Regions from separate parts of the Mus musculus genome. Here region 1 is linked to region 2. Evidence: chromatin contacts called from public HiChIP or PLAC-seq data. All regions are on one chromosome and are shown on one strand. Each heading gives the region's core, a stretch centred on a gene start, on an enhancer-like site or on the middle of the called end of the contact. The rest is flanking DNA. Distances are from core to core; before and after follow the strand shown.

What was found. HiChIP or PLAC-seq counts read pairs in DNA pulled down with a chosen protein or histone mark.
Region 1: an H3K4me3 HiChIP or PLAC-seq map of bone marrow-derived macrophages shows a contact between it and region 2, with 3 times the contacts expected there. The contact joins two enhancer-like sites. A contact is called at or near these places in 1 of 39 promoter capture datasets (embryonic stem cells), 11 of 115 datasets of contacts at active chromatin or transcription factors (T-cell acute lymphoblastic leukemia, bone marrow-derived macrophages, embryonic basal ganglia and 4 more) and 2 of 9 other capture datasets (embryonic stem cells and embryonic tail).

Annotation. Positions count from the first base shown.
Region 1 is chr14:25,599,066-25,602,335 of GRCm38.p6, reverse strand. All of the region lies in intron 6 of Zmiz1 (zinc finger, MIZ-type containing 1), which reads right to left. Among named protein-coding and RNA genes, the nearest start is that of Gm45915, 2.8 kb to the left of the region's middle. Within about 2 kb of position 1,340, at least 57 of the 459 cell types and tissues checked have an H3K27ac peak or open chromatin away from gene starts, as enhancers often do. A contact at or near this core is called in bone marrow-derived macrophages, where this site is marked.
Region 2 is chr14:24,976,202-24,979,368 of GRCm38.p6, reverse strand. Gm41111 (a long non-coding RNA gene) reads left to right here. Exons shown (of 3, transcript XR_874422.2): 3 at 779-3,167. Among named protein-coding and RNA genes, the nearest start is that of Gm41111, 4.9 kb to the left of the region's middle. Within about 2 kb of position 1,523, at least 1 of the 459 cell types and tissues checked has an H3K27ac peak or open chromatin away from gene starts, as enhancers often do. A contact at or near this core is called in bone marrow-derived macrophages, where this site is marked.

The DNA of each region.
Region 1 (3,270 bases), core at 91-2,590, 620 kb before region 2:
TAAATTGTATGCTTCCCCAATTGTTGAAGTCCCTAGGACCTGTGAAGGAAACCCTATTTAGAAACAGCATTGCTGAAGATCAAGTTAAGATGAGGTCATGAGTGTGGGCCCTGGTCCAGCATGGCTGGTGTCCTTGAGAGCATTTGGGACATTTGGATACAACAAGCAGACGGTACCCTCTTCAAGGAGGAGTGAGAAGGACCGTGGAGACTCCAGAGCCTGCAGTGGTTTTGTAGCACCAGCTAAGACACTTCTAGCAGCTTGGAGGAGCCCTCCTTCCCTGGTACCTACATAGGAGCTTGACAGGACCCACACTTTGGTTTTGGGTCTTTTGGGCCCCCAAACTATGAGATAGTTAATGCACACCATTATGGTACATGTGTTGGGCCCTTTATTAGTGGTTGCCCAGAAAACTACCATGAGGTGATCCCTTTGAAATCTAAGTCACAGCCCATCATGATTCCAGAGGTTCTTGCTGACTCGGTCCTGATTATGGCTTATGATGTGGGTCTCAGCTTCTGTGGCCAGTCACTGCTCTAAATCCATTTCCTTAGTGCCTCTGTTGACCCTGCTGCAGCCTGACTCCAGAGTTAGCCATCCTGACTTGGCTCCCTCTTGCAGGGTCTCCCTTCGCTGAAAGTCCTTCCTCAGCCACACTGTTCCAAGCTATAATCCTTCCCACCTCACCCCGTGCTTCTTCTCTATCTTAGCTTTGCCACACTGATGTTTCAAGTATTTATTTTGTTTACTTCTGCCTCTCTGGCTAAAAGGCGGGATCTTTGTCAACTGGAATCCTTGTCTGATACACGCTGTTTGAACAGCATCTATGTGTCCTTACAAGATAATAAATACTCTTTGTATAAAGGAGACAAATAGCTACCTGAATTAATGAAGGAGCGAAGAAATGAGTGAGTGTACACTGGCTAATCACAGGCTCCAGAGATCTGCATGTCCTGGCTACCTGTGCCTGCCTATCCAGGGACTAGGTTGCCAGCCTGCTGTCTGGCAGAACACAAGCTATTTCCCAGGAAGTCTATTTGAACAGGAAGCTCAGACTGGCCAACAAAGGGGCCGGGAAGTAGTGGGTACAAGCCACATGAGTCAGGCCTCTAATGAATCTTTCCCCATTGCTAGAGTTGCTTTTGAAGGGAGGGGTACAGAGGCAGCTGAGACATTCAAAGCACAGCAGTCCTGGGAGAGGGGCTGGGGGGAGGGTATTGCTTCTCCCAGGACACAGGCCTGATGAAGGTTTCCAGATGGCTTCAGGCCTAGACCCACATAAGTTCCTTGAATTTGGAAATGCAATTTCCTTTCTTGCCAGAGCAGTCTGTCTGTCTGTCTGTTGTCTGTCTGCTTGTGTTACTGTACACTTCCCAGTCTGTTCGAGGCAGCCTGGGGAATAGCACCTACTTTGCACAGGACAAAAGTGAGGTTCAGATAGGGAAAGGACTGGATGTGACAATGCACACCAGCCAGGTGGGGGACCAGGCAGGGCTGCAACCCAGGCCCCCTAGCAGCTCATCTTTTTTTTTTTTTTTCCTTTCTTTTTTTTGGTTTTTCAAGACAGGGTTTCTCTGTGTAGAGAGGCTGTCCTGAATCTCACTTTGTAGACCAGGCTGGCCTTGAACTCAGAAATCCGCCTGCCTCTGTCTCCTGAGAGCTGGGATTAAAGGCGTGCGCCACCACACCTGGCTGCAGCTCACCGTTTTAAATGAGGAAGCTGAAGCTCCGAGAGGTTCAGGGGCCGCTTTCTCACAAAGCAAATTAGCAGAAGTTCTGCAGCCCTGAGTCATCTTTCCTAGCCTTGTGCTTTTTGCAAGATGTCATGAAGAGGGTGGGGAACTTTCTGGGCATGGTGGTGACTGACTTGTCACCCAGGTGTGTAAGTTGAGGGTGGCAGCAGCGATGGCAATGGGGTGGGGTAAGAGTGGGGAAAATAAGGAGTCCTGTCTAAAGGCCTTGCTGCTTGGGGTGCCAGAGAAGGAGAGATCAGCAATGGGCTGAGCAGGAGAGCATGCCCTGACTCCTCTGTGTTCTGGGCAGACAACTCGGCAGGCCCGTGAGCTTTGCCAGGAAACTGCTACCTGGTGCCATCTTCCCCTCTTCTCCCTGTCTGGGGTGAGAAGGAGCTCTCCGGGCGGGCTGCCTGCTTCTTATCGGTGCCATTTCCCACAGCGGCTTCTTCCTCTCCCCAGTGTGGTCCCAGATGTCCCCCACCTCCAAGGGTTCTGGACGTGAGCAGACAGGCCATGCAGGAATGTCTGTCTGGGCAAAATCTGAAGGTGGCCGCCAGGGCGGGGCGCCGGGTAGGAGGCTCGATGTTGAAATCAGGCTCCTTGGAGCTGAGCTCAGCTGAGCAGCAGATGTCTGACAGGGAGAAAGCTCTGTGGGCCTGCTGGGGGACCAAGGGCAGGTCGCCGTCCTTTTCTGGGCCCTGGTTTCCTTCCATCACCAGGGAAGTCAGCTAGTGTGGATTCTGTACCTTTCTTTGTGATGAAGGGCACTGGCTTCCTTAAGTCTAGCTGGGTAAGGTCACCATTGGGGTGACCTTGCTCATGCCCTGGGAAGGTGGCATGGGGCCAGGCAAGAGACTCCCAATACACATCGTGCTGTCAAGACCAAGAAGCTGCCTCTAAAGGAGCCAACATGCCACACTTCTTTGCCTTTCCCTTTCCCGGAGCTTATTAATGAGGTTCTAATTCTCTTAGACCAGGTACTCCATAAAGGCAGCAAAGCAGCTCTATCTATTTTGTTCACTTCTGCATCCTTGATGATTTTGTGCCTGGACCAAGACAGGTACCGGACAAATGATTATCGAAAGACTAATGGAGAGCTACCAACTTATTAGTTTACTGGTAGGATGTCAGCTCTACCCTTTACTGTCTATATTCTACGACTAATGTCCAATAAACGACACGTATTATTTTTAGGATTAAAAATGCATAACCAACTTTCATTTTAAACTTAGTAGAATCTAAAGTAAAGACTCCCCTCCCCCCACCTTTTCTGAAAAGTGCTATATACCGTATTCATAACCAGGGTATCAAGCATGAAACAATTTCTTAGCACCAACCGACTTTCAGAAGCCTGGCGTATTGGCGGCTCAGGGTGAGGTACGGCCAGTTGAAATGCTGAAGAGCTACCCTCTCTCTCTCCCAGCATGTTTGGCTTCCACCCCAGTACAGTCTTGTTCCCGTCTCTAAACTGTATTCTCTGCCTCTGGCCCTAGCTTGCTCTCCCTGGCAAAGGCTTCTAAAAGGCAAAGCTGAC
Region 2 (3,167 bases), core at 274-2,773:
AACCTTTCTGGTCCCTATCTGTGATTACACCGCAGGGAGATGACAGTGTTTCCTCTTAGCATTAAATACCACAGTGTATGAACATCACACACCTGGGAAATGCTTCATTCCTTTGGGTTCCCCTTGTTGGTAGTAGTTGATAGTAGTCAGTAGTAGTAGGTAGTTGTCTAAAACACACTGTGTTATTTTGTCATCTAAGGCAGGGTCTGATTTTCACCTATTCTTCACAATAAGAAAAGCCACTAGAGTTGATGTCCAGAGACATGGAATTCATCTGCAAATGAATATGTGAGCTGTGTGGCTTTGACCAAGAAACCTAACCTCTCTGGGCCTCATTTATAAATGAGTAAGATTATATCTCCCTACAAATCTCTTCTTGGAGAATTCCTTCTCAAAACCAGACACTGCAGCTCTGTATACAGTAGGAGGTCACCAGCAGAAAGCTGGGTGTAGGTGCAGCTCTGTATACAGTAGGAGGTTACCAGCAGAGAGCTGGAGTGTGTGTGTGTGTGTGTGTGTGTGTGTGTGTGTGTGTGTGTGTGTGTATGTGTGTGTAAAGCAGCTACAAGGCAGGTCATTTAAGTTTTACTACCTCTCTGTCTCACACTCTTGTTTCTCGCCATGCAAGGGTGTGCAGAGCTCTTCCCACTGAGTGTCCAGGGATGCAGAGCAGAAAGTGGCAAAGGACGCACAGAGTCACACTGCCCGCTGTGGCTGCTTTCCCGGAGCTCGCTGAGAAGCACACGCACAGTGAGATTTGTCTTCTTCTGTCTTGCAGAACATGCAGCAGCCTCTTTGCGATGAAGGTCCAATTTACCCACTTCTCGTTCAAGGCTCAATTTATTGGATGCTGTAGCGTAACAGCCAGAAGGCTGGGTGAAACAGTGTGTCCCATAATAAAATTTCTAAATGATTGATAAAGATGGTGTAGGGAGACCGTGGCATCCACAGTGGTCTAATGAGATCCCCAAGCTTTGGGAAACCTCCCCCAGACACCTATGCGCTGTGTGTAGACCTCTCCATCTTTATCGAGCTGAACTGCCAACATGAACACATGCAAGCACGGATTTAACAGGCCAAGGTGGGGCCGTGCTCAGGACTCTAAGTGTTAGGAACAGCAGATCAATGGAGAGTTGTTGGAAGGAGCAGATGGAGCAGCTGTTGCTGAGTCCATTGTGGGTGGGAAGGATGTAAGGAGACGGGGGCACCAGGCCCAAGCAGCGAGCGAAACTTAGGCAGATGCTCTTGACAGTGGCTTGGGAGTGTTCTTCACGTGGGCTGGGAGTGAGGTATGCTGAAGGGGAAGGCCTGAAAGCCTAGTGATGTACTGCCAAGCAGAGAAAGAATAGTCAGGAGTCAACTGGAAGGCTAGGCAGGCTTTGCAATAATAATAATAAAACAATGATAAAAATTTTAATGCATAATAGCCAAATGATAAAAATAACCCAAATATCCATGATGGATAGAAGGGTATGACGTCATATAGCCACACGATGGAATATTAGTCAGCCATAAGAGGAAGGAAATCTTGCCACCATCTGTCACATGGGTGAACCTTGAAAGCTTTATGCTAAGTGAAGCAAGCCCAGCACAGCTAGCCAGTCACAATTTGATCCCGATCCTCTGAGAGCGAGGCACGGTCAGACACAGAGATGGAGAGGATGACAGGAGGTCCCTGGGCTGCGGGGATGAGCAGGCTGTGCTGTTTCATGGTCTCAGAGTTTCTCTTCGGGAAGATGCTTGGGCCTGGAGATGGAGGGAGGCCATGCTTTCACATCTCCATGACTGCACCTAATGCCTACATGGTTGAATCGGTGCATTTCATGTTACACATAGTTCACTGCAACAAAAAAGTGGTAGCATTTGCTTCACTCTGACACAGGTTTTCAGTGTCAAACTTTCAATATTGGATAGCGAATAACCCTGAAGAAAGAGTTGTCTGTGTATGTCTCTCACGAAGACGGAAGTTTCCAAAGTGCAGCTTGTGAGCCATTCCAAAAGTCCATGAGGTCAAATGACTTGCATAATGTTGCCAACGCAAGACGTGCCATTTGTTCTGATGGCACAAACGCAACAGTGGTGCTTAACCAGGACTGGAGATGTTTGCCACAGCCTGTACCTGCAGTCACTGTGCCCTGCTGTGCCCACAGTTTAAAAGATGCGTCCTTGATGAGCAGAACAAATGATTGGTCTAATCAGCCCCCTGGAGCACGTGTCTTTATACTATGTGGTATGACATATTGGGAGGGAATCTAGACAAAGCCTTTCTGCACTTTCCCCCAGAGCAATGGTTGCCTCGGGTGTCCAATCGAAGCAACCAATGTTTGCATAGGACATCCATCCATTCAAAAGCCTGAGTGGCATTAAAGTGAGCCTGTGCAGATGGGGTATCTGGGGACACTCACTCAAAGGGCAATGGGTAGAGCCTGTCCCTTCAAGGGGAACAAGAAGCAATATTGCTACCAATACTAAAATGCACAGAACTCCACGAAGTGGGAACCTGGACAACTCATACTCACATGTGTGTGAATTTGAGTACTTTCAATACTTAATGGGTGTCTTGGTATCATCACTGGTAGAAGAAATGAAGGTGATGATTTGGTATCAGATAATTAAACGCATCAGTCTTGAGAAAGGTCTGTGTGAGTCACCACTGCATCTTAACCCAAAATTGTATACAGGTCAGAGATCTCCTAGGCTGCAAGATGGAACCCCAGAGTTGATTTCATCTGATGCTGCAGTTGTGCTGTCATGGCCTTGGATTCTACTTGCTGTGTTTGGTATAATACCAGAGCAGAAGATCAACAGCGGTCTAGAAAGACAATGCTTGAATCTGACCCAGGCGAAGGGTTCGTTCTAAACTTCAAGAGACTTGGAAGGAAGAGCAGAGAGACAAATCCAGCCATCTCCCACTGACCCAGATAATTGCAAAGGTATCACGTCACCCCTCACTACTCTTTGCTGTCTATTTTGAAAAGCAGATATTTTGGATGGAAAATATGTATGCTAACACATAGTGGGCTGTGCACTAGATACATTGTTAAGTAAATGTGTCTTAACAATTCTGACCGTGCATTGGTTTTCTCATGAAGAGATATCAAGGTGAGCAAAAGCGTTTCAGGGCTCCTCAGGAGGTTTGGAGAGTGAAGTCAGTCTCCTCATCTGAG